3 separate regions of the Mus musculus genome follow, and all the other regions are linked to region 2. The links are chromatin contacts, called in public capture Hi-C and promoter capture Hi-C maps. All regions are on one chromosome and are shown on one strand. The core of a region is the stretch at or near the end of the contact, and the rest is flanking DNA. Distances in the headings are between cores, read along the strand shown.

Region 1 (4,568 bases), core at 2,031-4,530, 500 kb before region 2:
CTGTTGGTCATAGTTTATTAAGCACTCATGCACAAAGAAGAAACAACAAGAAGAAATTAGATATCCTGATGGTGAAGATCAAACTTGCCCCAAAGAACTCTGTGCCCCTAATCAGCAGGAAGTAGTCTAATGATGATAACATCACCCCCTTTCAGACCCCTGACTTTATTCAGAGATCTCTTTCCTATCCTCTCTATCTTCTTCTCTCACTTACCTACTGTTAGGGAGTTGAAAGGGTAGAAGAAAAGGGGAGGAGATTGGTGGAAGAAAGAAGAACCCACAAAGTAGCCAAAGTCAACAACAAACCATCAAGTAAGAAAATACCCCAAAGGCTTGCAAAAGGCAAATTTGTTAGTAGCATTTTCTTATTTGAGTTTTTCTTCTCTTAGGGGACTCTGGCTTGTGTCATGCAGACAAAAAAACCTAACCAACACAAGAACTGAGGGGACAGTGAATGCACACTGCCCCAGGGAGTACACACTGCCCCAAGGAGTGCACACTGACCCAGGGAATGCACACTGCCCCAGGGAGTGCACACTGCCCCAGGGAGTACACACTGCCCCAAGGAGTGCACACTGCCCCAGGGAATGCACACTGCCCCAGGGAGTGCACACTGCCCCCAGGGAGTGCAAAATGTTTATGATTTTCCTTTCTTCTGAAGATAATTCTAGTTAACTTTTATTACTATGCTTTAAATTATTGCTAAACTAGAATCAAGGTTCTCATTTGTTAAAAAAAATCACTGAACAAGTTTTAAGCCTTCGGTAATAAGTAGAATTTCTTTTTAAAAATTGATTTATTTTCTGGGCGGTGGTGGCTTATGCCTTTAATCTTAGCATTTAGGAGGTTGAGGCAGGCCCATTTCTGAGTTTGAGGCCAGGTTGGTCTACAGAGTGAGTTCCAGGACAGCTTGGGCTATGCAGAGCAACCCTGTATCAGAAAAACAACAACAACAAAAGATTTATTTTTATTTATTTATGTGTAAGTCTGTGTCATGTGTGTTTAGGTGCCCATGGAGTTCAGAAAAGGGCATTGGATCCCCTGGAGCTAGAGTTATTGATGACCATGAACCTCCTGAAGTAGTTACTAGGAGCTCAACTTGCAAAAGCAGCAAGTACACTTACCCACTGAGTCATCTCTCCAGCCAATGAGTAGAACTGGTAAGTTTAGGAACAAATAGAAGAAAGCAAAAAAAAAAAAAAGAGATTTATACATGACTAAAGATAAGTATTAAAAAGAAAATGAAAGAAAGAAACTCATCCCAGTACTTAAGACAGAGATAGAATACAAAGAGTGAAATTTTCATGATGGAATATGAAAAACTAAGAAAGTTTCACTTTCAAAGTTTGATAAACTTGGGTTACAGGCATCCAGGGCAATGCTCAACTTCTGTTTGCATGCTGGAGATTTTAACCTTGACCTTCTTTCTTGTATAGCAAGCATTCTTATCCACTGAGCTATCTCCATAGCCCCATAGGTTCACAGTGAAAACATCACTCTCTATTCAAAAGGGCACTGTATTGCACAGCCGTGTGAATGAACTTAATAGCAGGGAATAATTTAAGAATAATGACGATTTATATTATGTATATTTTGCCATAGTTAAAAAAACTTTCGCAACTATTGTGTGATATAAAGTTTATTGTTCTAGTGTGTACATTCATGCATGTATATGTGTGTATGTAAATTTTATGCAGGGGCTGTGTAAATAGTAAAATTATTTAGAGCATTCCTCCATGGTCAGAATATGGGGCTATTCTAGTGGATGGAAAATGGAGCTATTTCAGGAGAGAGGAAGAGTCTAACAAAGACAAAGAAAACAAGGCAGCAATTCTAGCCTGATGGGGCAGAGGGATGGTAAGTGCACATACTGATTACTAATCATGTAAACGGCTTTAGACACACTGCTAAGGGAAAGTGCAGGGCTATGGGGGAGCTGAGTATGAGACTATACAAAACAGCAATGGTATTAGATTCACTATATCATCAAATGCAGCACAGACGGAAGAAGTTAAGTCAACAAGCATTTATTTAGTCTGGGGCCCAGAATGGGAGATGTTGCCTGTTGTGATGTTTGAGCATCTGAATTCTTAGACTATATTGAGTGATTTGGAGTGGCAATGAAAAAGGGTAGCAGTGTCAAAAGGCTGAACTCAGCTATGACAGTACAAAGGTACTTCACAGGAATCAACAGAAACCCATCAGGTTTGATTAGAGATTGCCACAAGCCTAGAATAGAGGTAGGGATAGTGCTGATTATATGTGTGTGTGTGTGTGTGTGTGTGTATACATATATATATATGGTGTGTATGCATGTAAAATTACATATGTAATTATTACATATATTATAATTCAGTATTTTATAATTGTATGTTCTATATTACATATATTATATTATAAATATAATATATAATTGGATATATATGGTTATAACATCTAAATTTAAAGTACATTTGCCCAATTTTTAAAAATATTTGGAACTGGTGTGTACTTTTTCAAGAAGTTTACAGTTTAGAGTAACTGGCATACTGGAATTATTAATGTTTCTATATCTTTTACAAAGATCTTTCAAAAATCTATTCACAATAATCCTCTGATATGCGGATCAGTCTCTACTTTCTTTCAAATAAAAGGTGATATTGTCAAATGCCAAGAGATGTTTCAGACAATACAGATACAAAAGAAGTCAACCAAATTTAAGAACTAGAGGTCACTTCTTTTGTGATGAGTGAAGTTTTAGTGATGTAAGGAAACCGATGTCGGAGATGAGAGTGTTAAGGAGACGGGAGGTGAGGTGTCATCTATAGATGGGTGCATAGTCTCTCGGAGTTCAAAACGTACTTGATGAAGACATTGAGACCATATTTAAAAATGGTTGCCTTTCTGTCATCTCACACACAAACACACACCCTTTCCTATTTAATAATAACAGAACACGGACACACAGGCAACTTCGACACACACCCTTTCGTATTTAATAATAACAGGACACACACACACACAGAGGCAACTCCGTTGGCGGTGACAGGTTCCGACGTCCTGGGCTGAGCACCGCTTGAGTGGCCAACACTCCGTGGAGCAGAGTCAGGTCGGGACCTTCTCGCAACCCAAGAAGTGACAGAGCCCGGCGAGTAGCACCAACTGCAGCCAGCACGCTTCAGCGACGACACGCCTCACCAGCTGTTAGCACGGAAGGACTCAAACAACTCCGTTTCCAAGGGCAACGCGCCGCCACACTTCCGGAAACGTCGCGTACGGAGGGCGCTGCGATTTTGCGTCACTTCCGCCACCTCTAGCGCGGTGGCCCTTGCGTGGATGAGGTGGGGGCGGGGGGGGGTCACGCTGGACGCTATTGTTTCTCTTCCGGTGCTGTGTGCTCTACTCGGTAAGGCGTTGGGACCGCTGCGTCCGGTAGTGACGGGCCCTTCCTGCAAACCAGCCCTTCCAATTTCTAGTCTGGTAACATTGGACGGCTACGGTGGCCGAGGAGGTTTGAGCGCGCCGGAAGTGTCCCTCCGCGCGCGCGCGCCGGGCTAGGCTGGAGACGCACGTGGCGCGGTGAGTGCGGCGGAGGGCGAGCGAGGGTGAGGGCACCCGCGGGGCGGGATGCGGTGGAGAGGCATGGGATGCGGTGGCGAGCCACGGGTCGTGGGGCTGGGGCGAAGACACCGCTCTCTCTGCGCTCGCCACTTGGCTGTGTGGGCGAGTGGCAGGGCGGCGTTTACTGCTGTCCCCTTCTTGGTGGCCTGAGCGAGGCGGAGGGGACTTAGATAAATGATCGACCCGCGGTGACCGGGAGGAGCGGCCCGTCTATTTCGCCAGGCCGGAGAGAGCATGTCTTTCCGAGGCGGAGGTCGCGGAGGCTTTAATCGCGGTGGTGGAGGCGGAGGCTTCAACCGTGGCGGCGGCAGCAACAACCACTTCCGAGGGGGCGGCGGAGGCGGCGGCGGCAGTTTCAGGGGCGGAGGCGGCGGCGGCGGCGGCAGTTTCAGGGGCGGCGGCCGAGGAGGATTTGGACGAGGGGGCGGTCGTGGAGGCTTTAATAAATTTCAAGATCAAGGGCCTCCAGAACGTGTCGTCTGTAAGTCGTCTTCTGAGCTTAACCTCCTTTGCATTGGGAATAGAATCCGGTTTAAGTTATTAGTGCGTTTGTTGATAAGACTCCGAAAGGCAAGTCGCTTGAGTGCCCTGACACGTATAAGGGACTGATCATGAGAACCGAAATGCAGTGTGGAGGTGAACTTGAGTTGGGACTGAAAAGATGAGACTTAGACAACATTGAGTACCTGGCTCCTTCTAAAGGGCAGAACACTTTTTAGGATTAAGTATGATTCCTTAGTGATATAGTTGAAACACAAAGCCAAGTTTTTAGTTTTCGTAGCTCATATTTTCAGTTACCAGAAAATACCTACAGAATTCACACTCCATAACCATGCAGCCTAGTTTGAACACTCATTCCCTTGCACCCTGCAAAATCATGTTGTAAATAAGTGTGTGTACTATCTTGTGTAGGGCCACATTCATAGTTCCCTGGGTTCCATGCTGCCTGAAGTCTGTGCATTGGACAC
Region 2 (4,852 bases), core at 453-2,952:
GCATCATGCACACACATGGTGCACAGACATGCATGCAGGCAAAGCACTCATATACATAAAAGTAAATTCGAATAGAGAACTCACCAAAAAAAAAAAAAATACCCAGAAGATTAAGACAGGTGTGGGGAGTGAACTGACAGATGAACTAAACTGGGAAGTTATTCTGTAGTGTGTGTTCTCTCTTGGAAGCTCACAGTGTCAGGATTTGAAGACTTTGGAAAGAAAGAAAAAGAGGTCAATAGAGAAGATTCTAATTGTGTGTGTGTGAGTGTGTGGTATGTATGTGTATGTGTGTGCATTTACATGTGTGTGGAGGCAGAGGATGGACAAACTTGGCTGCCATTCCTCAGACAGACAACCATCTTGGCTTTGCTCTTAACTCGCCAAGTGGGCTAGGCTGAGGAGTTGGTGAGCTTCAATGATCCCGTTGCCTACACCTCTCCAACACTGGCATTCCGAGTTTTATACCATTATACTTGGGCTTGTTTGTTTGTTCGTTTGTTTGTTTTTTTTTTTTTAATGTGGGTACTAGTAACCAAACTCAGGCCTTCGTGCCTGCTGCAAGGCACAAACTTACTAAGCCATCTCCCCAGACAGAGATTTTAATGTTATCTTACCTAGACCATGGGAATTGCTCTTTGGAAAATGCTAAGCCTTTAATAATCATTTAATCTTGAATATTCCTTCTCTTTATATAAGAAAATCTGTGCAGTGCAGTAACTACATGGCCCTTCAACTCAGACACCAATTCTGCTACTGCCAGCTGCGTGTCCTTCACCATCTCTATAACAGGCAGCCAAATAGAATCAATTGCATGGGATTGTGGGAAAAAATTTGTATGCTAGTTTCTATAAAGTACCTTATAGAAAATACTATATATAATTCTCAAAACCTCCATAGCTACATTACGTTTGCATTGCCATTGTCAGCAATGGCTAGTGTTTGCAACTTGGCTACTCATAAGAAGTTGTAATCCTCTATGCATACCTTCACTCCCTACCAATGACATCATTGCTAATGGCTCTCTGGTAGGGCCAGCCATTACAGCTGCTATCTGCTCCAAAGCTGACATACTATTCCTAAGTTTGCAGAGCATACTCTCGTTTTGGGACAAACTCTCAGACTTTCCAAAGTTCCCCCTCCCCCCCTCACTCTCCTTCCCCTTTTTCGGCTTTCCTGACCTGGCCAGTTGCTTCGCATTTCCCCTTCTGCCTTCCATCTACCTGCCTTGGACTACCTGGTCCTGTAACTCTGTCACTGACTGACTAAATGATCCTTAAACTTAGAAACTCCTCCAAGTATCGAACTCTAAGATATGATTTCCGCAGAGGGCAGAAATGGAATGTTTACATAATTTGAAGGAAAAGAGGAGGAGAAAAAAAAAAAAAAAACAACAAAAAAATCACGCTTAGCTTCTTTGGCAAGCAACCTAATAAAATAGTGAAATTTAAGAAGCCCTTTGGCTGAGAGAGCCCGGCTGCTCACACAGCAAGAAGAAGCCCTAGATCTGATGGCAAAGGTTGCGTTTTCTATCGTAAGCACACCTCTTTGCCAAGTGATTTCTCTGAAGCTGACAGAGGTTTGGCAACATCTCCACCTCTCCCAACCCCCACCCCTTTGCTGTATTGGCCGATAAGCTCAAGCCCTGTTTTATATTTAACTCGCTCCAGTTCAGAAGGGGCAGGCCTGGGGAGACGCTGTTTATATAGCGCTGAGCCAACATTCTCATCAGTCCTCCTCCTTCAAGTCAGCTTCTCTTCTGCGTCTCCATCCTACTCCTTGGTCTCCGCATTCATCCTGGAGTGGCCGGTGGGGACGAGCAGGACCGGGAAGAGGGAGAGGTGTGGGAAAGCGAAGCCAAGCTGCCAGGGATCGGACGCCTTCCAATTGAAAAGGGAAGTCAGCTGACAAGGAAAGTTAGTTAAATTTAACATCCTTTCATGTGTAACATCTGACTTCGGGGGAGAAAATGAACTTTGCAGAGGAAGAGCCCTCCAAGAAATACTGCATTAAAGGCAAACACGTGGCCATCATCTGTGGAGTAGTGGTGGCAGTTGGATTAATAGTGGGACTTTCTGTGGGTTTGACCAGGTCGTGTGAGCAGGACACAACCCCAGCTCCTTCCCAACCTCCTCCGGAAGCCAGCACTGCCCTCCCTCCTCAGGACCAGAATGTCTGCCCTGACAGTGAAGATGAAAGCGGAGAATGGAAAAACTTCAGGCTGCCTGACTTCATCAATCCAGTTCACTACGACCTGGAGGTGAAGGCCCTGATGGAGGAAGACAGGTACACGGGAATAGTGACCATCTCTGTCAACTTGAGCAAACCCACTCGTGACCTATGGCTCCACATCAGGGAGACCAAGATCACCAAGCTGCCGGAGCTAAGGAGGCCCTCTGGGGAGCAGGTACCAATTCGACGGTGCTTCGAGTATAAGAAGCAGGAGTACGTGGTGATCCAGGCTGCAGAAGACCTTGCGGCCACCAGTGGGGACAGTGTCTATCGGCTGACCATGGAGTTTAAAGGCTGGCTGAACGGTTCCCTTGTGGGTTTTTACAAAACCACCTACATGGAGGACGGGCAAATCAGGTATGTGCTGTGTGGTGCTGTGTGTGTTACTGTGTGTAGTGCAGAGCTGTGTTATGCTGTGTGTGGTGGGACGAGGTGTGATACAGTGTGGTGCTGTGCTGTGTTGTGTTGTGTTGTGTTGTGTTGTGTTGTGTTGTTTTGTTCTGTGTGCGGTGCGGTGCGGTGCTGAGCTGTATGTGCTACTATGTGCAGTGTGGTGCTGTGTTATGCTGTGTGTGGTGGGACGAGGTGTGATGCAGTGTGGTGCTGTGCTGTGTTGTTCTGTGTGCGGTGCAATACAGTGCTGTGTGGTGCTTCCTCTGAACCCAGTTTCTGCAGTGTTTATTTTTGCCTTTTCTCTTTGCTTCCCATCTCTTGTGTTTTGTGGGTCTGATCCCTATCTGCCCTTGCTTTCAATTCTGCTTGTTCATCTGAGAAGTAAGATGTTTTGCCTTCTTGTAATTTGAAAATGTATCACCAACTCGAAGTTGTAAATACAATGCCAGTTGTAGAGAATTCAGTAATAGTGAATAATTGTAAATACAATGCCAGTTGTAGAGAATTTATTAATGACACCGGGATAAATCGCAACTGCATCTGACTCTACACATCCACACAAAGTGCCTCAGAGGTTTATGAATATAAGTATTTGATAAATTTCACTACTGGTGTTTTGGGGCTATATCACAGTGATTTCACAAGGGATGACAATTTCATTTGCAATGACAATTACATTAAGTGTCAATTGTTATTTCGTGCAGTTTACTGGAGAAGAATCGTAACGAAAATTACAAAAGATATGACGGGTCCTTAGGTGTTCATCTAAGAAGAAAAGCCTGGCTGTGTTTTCTCTTCTTCTGTGATCAGAACTATGTTTCTAACTAGGCTTTCGGGGAATGCTTAAAACCTGGATCAGTGATGGCATATGGATAAACCTTGGAGCTGCCAACTATCACTAAGCAGGCAATAGTAATGCTAACCAAGCCTTTACCACATAACAGGCAGCCACAAGTATTTTTCTTCCCTGCAGTGTCCCAAGCAGAAGTGTTTAAAATATACATTAAATAATTATAATTATAAAACTAATATATTCTACCTAATCTATTACTTTCTATCTGATATTCACGTGACCCAGTGGCTTTTATCAGTTCTTGGTAAACGGTGTAAGCTCCTTCCTTGAATTCACAAAACCACTGCCCTGTGAGAGGTGACCAGGGACCCAGGCCATGCTACACTTGAGTTGTCTCTGGACTTGAACTTGCTTAGACATTTGCCTCCAGAGATTCTGCAGAGTTAAATGACTGAAAAAAAAAAAGCTGCATGTCACCTTTCAAAACTGGAGCCAGGGTCAATCCTCTGTGAATTCCTTTCCTCTGTTGTCTGGAGCATCCTTTGGAGCAAAGGAAAATCTCTTGGTCAAATTTCTTCCTACTATTTATCAGAGTGAGGACTCAGCCTCACGTTCTGTGTGGTGCGTGGGCACACTAAGTAGAAAGGATAACGGAAGGAAAACCATGATAAGGACCACAGAGATCTGCCATGCTAGCCACCAAACTCATTGACCCCTCCCCTCCCATTAAAAAAAAAAATAACAGCATAGCAAGACGTAGAACCATTTTTACAGCTCACCCACTAATGTGTTAATCCGCACATACTTTCCTAGGCAATCAAACTTGAGGCTGAGTTACATTTATACGTCGGTATCTATCTATATGGATTTAAAAATTTAATATATAAGCCTTTTCTTTTGTCTTAATTATTTAGAAGAGCCTGATATTAAAAATTGTGCACTGTCTCATCTCATAAATGCATTGAATTCTCTCTGATTCTATTGTTGAACTTCTGTGCTTCTAATATTCTATGATTTTTTTTTTTTTTACCACATCAGATTTTTTACCACATCACTGTAAATCCACCTGTATGTGCACATCTGCTTATTACCCTGGGTTGGTTATTATCCTAAACGTTGAATTCCCTGGTCAAAGGGTACCAGTATGACGAGAGACTTTTAACTTTATACATGAATAATACACAGTCATTGCAGGGAACCTAAGAACAAACCAGGGAAAGATTTAAAAAACAACAACAACAACAACAAAAACCCAAACCTCCGCCAATGAGTTGACTTGTTCTTTAACATTCTTCCACTGAATGATACACTGGACGCATGCCTCGATACAACATAGTGTAACACACTTAGTTTTTCCATTAGATATGGCTATGAAGTTGCTCCTACACAATGTGTAGAACAACTGTGTAGATGATCACTTATGACAATCTCCAG
Region 3 (4,503 bases), core at 457-2,956, 420 kb before region 2:
CACCCTGCCCTGCCTTCCTGCTTGCTCTGGTGGAATTGCTCTCATGGTGTTTGCAAAGAGGCTTGTCTGCTTGCTCAAGTGTCACTAAAGAAGAGGAGGTGGAGCCAGAAGAGCTTTAAAAAGGAGAGCAGAGTCTCTCTGGGTTCCAAAAGGAGAAGGGATTCCTATCTGTATATAGGGAAGGAATCCTATCTGCATATTTCGTTGTTAGCACCATCCCTCATCCCGGTGGGGCTTGGAACTTTCCATCAATTCTTTCCTGTCTCGTTTCTCTTTCATCCTTTGCCTGGTTGTGCCTGTCTCAGGGAGAAATCAGTCACCTGCAGGCCTTGCAGGGCTCTTAGGCTCTGGGAAATTTGTCATACGGGTGTCAGGTACTTCTTATTGCTGTCCAAAGGGAAAAAAAAAGTGAGACAAAGAACTCTCCCGGAGCCTTTCCGGCTGCACTCAGAGGCTCTCGAGAGGTGCAGAAGGACCTGGAAAGGCAGCTAAATAAAAGATGCCCTGGGGCCGAAGGCCAACCTGGCTGTTGCTCGCCTTCCTGCTGGTGTTTTTAAAGATTAGCATACTCAGCGTCACAGCATGGCAGACCGGGAACTGTCAGCCAGGTCCTCTCGAGAGAAGCGAGAGAAGCGGGACTTGTGCCGGTAAGTAATCCAAGAACAGGAGCCCACCCTGTCCGGGACAATGCCTCTAGGTGTCTGCTCGCTCTACCTTGTACACCTGCGCCTTTCCCCCCTGGTTTGTCGTTGGGTGTGCGTGTTTGCTTAAGTTGTGTGTTCTGAAGTGTGTGTGTTGGTTGATGCTACCAATTACGAAATGTCACCGTTCTCCACTGTTCTGTGCATGACAAAGCCTCACTTAAAACCAGCTGAATGTTTGTTTAACCTCAGTCTTGATTCTGGGGAGATAGTAACACCTAGCTGATCTGCTCTGTATTAGAAACTGGGGGAACATATGGTGGCAGCCGATCTTGTTGTTGAAAAGTCTTCCTTCTGGTTACTTCATAGCAGAAAATGGCAAAAGTCAATGAATGGGTTTTTTTTTTTTTAAACAAAACAAAAACAAAACCAACAAAGCCCAGTGTCAAGTTCAGCCTCTGATCTTCCCTACTCTGAAGCGTTGACCCCGCTCTTGGGTTCTTAGTAACAGGTGCACCGTGACTCTGCAAGCTGAGAAGTGACAAGGAGTAAATGAGCCTCCACTGGGCTCCTACAAACAGCGTTTTCTCCAAGAGGAATCAGGAATTGTTCTGATTGCACACTAGGGCACCTAACACTTGGAAACATTTTCTCACTGTTGATTCTTAACCTGGTGGGGCGGGGGCGGGGGTGGGGTGGGGGCGGGGCTGGGGGTTGGGGGTAGGGGATAGTCCCTAACCTGCTGCTTTGGCGAGGAAGCTACTTCATTTGTGCAAGGGTCCACACTGTCCTGGAAATCCTTTCTTGTCATTTTTTCACTCGTGTGTTTGAGACAGCGTCTCCCTCTGCAGCTCAGACTGTCCGGGGACATGCTGTGCTTCCCCCAGGGCTGGGATTACCTGTGCGTACCACCACGGTTCACTCATTTCTTATCCTCCTGCTCAGTTAAGATAGGGTCTGAGTTCCTAAACAAACAAACAAGCAAGCAAGCAAGCAAGCAAACAAATCAATAAAGTAGATTGACAAGGACATACTGTGTTTTCAGAAGAGAAATCTCTGCAGGGTAGACAGAAGAGAATCATGGGAATGAGAGTGCCAGAGCTCTGCAGCTGCTATGGGGACCTCCAACCAGAGTCGTTCAGAGGAGCTGCGCATAAGGAAATCGGGTGTGCATGCCCATAGGCTCGGAGTGGTACCAGGAACTATCAGTTGCAACCGCAGAGCAAAACTCCAGATTTGAAGAAGTGACTACTAATTCCATGTCTATCCCCAGGACCTAGGGCACTTCCACTTTGCTTAGACTCAGAAAATAATGTCAGAAAAGGGTTAACAAGACAGAACTGACCCCCCTGTGAGCCATTAGCTATTGGAGACAGAAGAGAAAACTTTTGGGCACAGTTGTGTCACATGGACTGGAATGTTACTTGGATGGAGGAGCCCCTGGAATAGTTGGGGAGTGATCAGAGTCAGGTCCTGCTACCTGTGTGGTTAGCGAGGGGTAATGGTGGGAGCCTATCACACAGTTGGTAGCTAGAAGAGATGGACCCATGAGCAGAACTTAAAAAGAGGAAGAAACTGGAGCAACGATGATGTGTGCATGGTTCTTGGTCCTTGGGAATAGTGTATAATTCCTCTGGCTTGTGTTTCTACCCACTCAGGCTGGTGGCTTGAGTGCTTTTCAGAGATAGTTTGCATCAGATCCACAGGAAGCTCTGACAGAAATAATGACTTGGGGAGATTGTGTCACAGTGTGGAAGAACTAGATTTTAGAAGCAAGAAAGCTCGGTTTCAAGTTTGTGTTGTCTTCTTAATAGTTGGGTTATTTTACAATCTCCCTGAGAAGCGATACCTGTTTCTCAGGATCATGATTGGGATGACTGCAGTAGCGTGAAATATCTCTTGCCCAATGGTTGATTCCGTGCCTTGGCTAAAGTTCCTTGAATTGCCTTATTTTGAATGCTGCAGTGGCATGGTGTGGACTTCAGAGTGTGCCTCAGCCTCATTGCTCCCCATTGCTGCAGGTCACTGCTTTAAGCCCTCTAATTCACACTGCATCTTGGGTTAGTGGAGAACTGCCTAGGTCACACCCTGTCACCCCTGCATTCCAGCAGATAGCATTTCTTTCTCCTCTGTAAATAGATAATGGTGACATCGTCTATTTTTTCCACCACTTAAATTCTGCTTGTACCTCTTGCCTTCGTTATCGAGACTGTTCACCTACGTGGCCAACCTGACCTGGCAAGAACAATGCTTTGTGGCCTAACAAAATCCAGGTAAAAAGTCTTGAGGTTGCTGTTCGTGTAAAAATGCCAATCGGCCAAAGCAAGGGATAAAGACAGGATTTGGTTTTCCTTCCATTCACCAGATTTGAAATCGAACACTTTCTTGTCTTTTATTTAAGCAAAAGCAGTTGAGATCAGTGTCGAGGAACACTGTTAGCTAGTGGCTTCTGAACTTTTAGAGCTCTTTGCCCTGGAGGACAGTTGGACAGGGAACTGCTCCCGCCTGGCCTCTAAACCTGTGTTATTTGTTCTTGGTAAATGACATCTCAGAAGAAGCCCAGCCTCGGAGAACTGATTGTGGGAGGGGATCAGCTCACTGGAGAGAGTGCTTTTAACAGTAGACAATGAAGTCACTGATTTTAGAGAGGGCTGAAGTTTGGTTGGCTTCCCAGTCATGTGCAGTGCAGAGCCGTTTTCAGATAAAAGTTTCGTTATATTTTCACTCGGTTTTAGGAAAGTTTCCTTTGACATCTGACTGCAGAGAAACCGCGGGACCATGTTTCACCTGTGTTCTGCCTTTAAATATAAACTCTGGAGACAGACAACCAGCCTTGCTCAGTCTCCTACTACGTGTGACAGGTGTATCTTATTTTCTATACCAGAAAAGAAAGCTGGTTATGCCCTCTCCCTGGGATTACTGTTGAACACTGTAACGTGGTCCTGTTCCTTGGTCGCCCAGAGTCACCCACAGAAACAATACACTTTCTCCCATGGGACTCCTAAAGGTTTGCGAGAAAATTTCCAATCTTGTGAAGCAGCCTACTGTTTACTTTAGCTTCAATTATTACTGCCAACCTGAACAATGCTACCACAAGAGAGCGGACTGGTAGCTTCTTTAGGCTGTAGTTTTGAACACTAGAGTTTTACTGGGAGTCCTGGGGATGAACCGTGTCTGCTGTCAGTCCATGTCTTCCCAGCTGTCCCATTTGCTAGGCACCAAGATAAAAAGAGAACTCAAGAGTCAGGCCTGTGCAGATGACTGCCATTTTTGCCAGGTATGGAAGAAGGAATTTCTTTAAATTTTGTTTGTTTGTTTGTTTGTTTGTTAAAGGAAACCAAGGGATCTTTCTGTTTCCTGACGGGCCTCTTGGCACTCTGAAAATGCATTCTCTTCTGTAGCCGAGCTACAAGCAGGCAATCACGATGGGACAATTACGGGTTGGTGCATACAACCGTGTCTGCTTTAGTAGGTTCGCTCCTTAGCATTGACTTTCAGAGTTGGGCGTTGGGGAACGTAGAGGAACTCATTTCTCTTAGCCCGGCACAGGCCAGGACTCTGTACTCTTCTTGTACACACCTTGACCCTTCCAAGCCTAGAGTTTGAATTTGCACATCTCCTTGATTGTCTGACTCTTCCAAGCATTCTCATGTCTGTCAGTGTTTGGATTTCCCAACCTCTCCCTAGGATACTTCATGTTGTGGAATTGTGTGAATGTGCAGGCATTTCGGACCCAGCTTGCTACCATGGTAGAGATTCATGATAACCATGGATTTATTTATTTGCAAAGCCCCAGTGACACACTAGAAATGGCCTTTCGCAGGAAAGCATGACCTTCTTGTACTCTGTCTCCCTTCTCCCC

The links. Capture Hi-C pulls out chosen DNA fragments and counts their contacts.
Region 1: a contact with region 2 is called in a promoter capture Hi-C map of liver. The contact joins the promoter of Gar1 here to the promoter of Enpep in region 2. A contact is called at or near these places in 2 of 115 datasets of contacts at active chromatin or transcription factors (embryonic stem cells and extraembryonic endoderm stem cells) and 2 of 9 other capture datasets (adipose tissue and liver).
Region 3: a contact with region 2 is called in a capture Hi-C map of macrophages, with 2.5 times the contacts expected there. The contact joins the promoter of 6330410L21Rik here to the promoter of Enpep in region 2. A contact is called at or near these places in 13 of 39 promoter capture datasets (the 3T3-L1 cell line, cranial neural crest, embryonic stem cells and 6 more) and 4 of 9 other capture datasets (adipose tissue, embryonic stem cells, liver and 1 more).

The regions. Positions count from the first base shown.
Region 1 is chr3:129,830,108-129,834,675 of GRCm38.p6, reverse strand. Gar1 (GAR1 ribonucleoprotein) reads left to right here and starts at 3,280. Exons shown (of 7, transcript NM_026578.3): 1 at 3,280-3,558; 2 at 3,823-4,081. The coding sequence starts at 3,835.
Region 2 is chr3:129,329,599-129,334,450 of GRCm38.p6, reverse strand. Enpep (glutamyl aminopeptidase) reads left to right here and starts at 1,702. Exons shown (of 20, transcript NM_007934.3): 1 at 1,702-2,589. The coding sequence starts at 1,970.
Region 3 is chr3:129,750,961-129,755,463 of GRCm38.p6, reverse strand. It overlaps 6330410L21Rik (RIKEN cDNA 6330410L21 gene), which reads right to left and starts at 1,706. Exons shown (of 5, transcript NR_040589.1): 1 at 1,541-1,706; 2 at 1-1,002. Egf (epidermal growth factor) reads left to right here and starts at 142. Exons shown (of 24, transcript NM_010113.4): 1 at 142-647. The coding sequence starts at 500.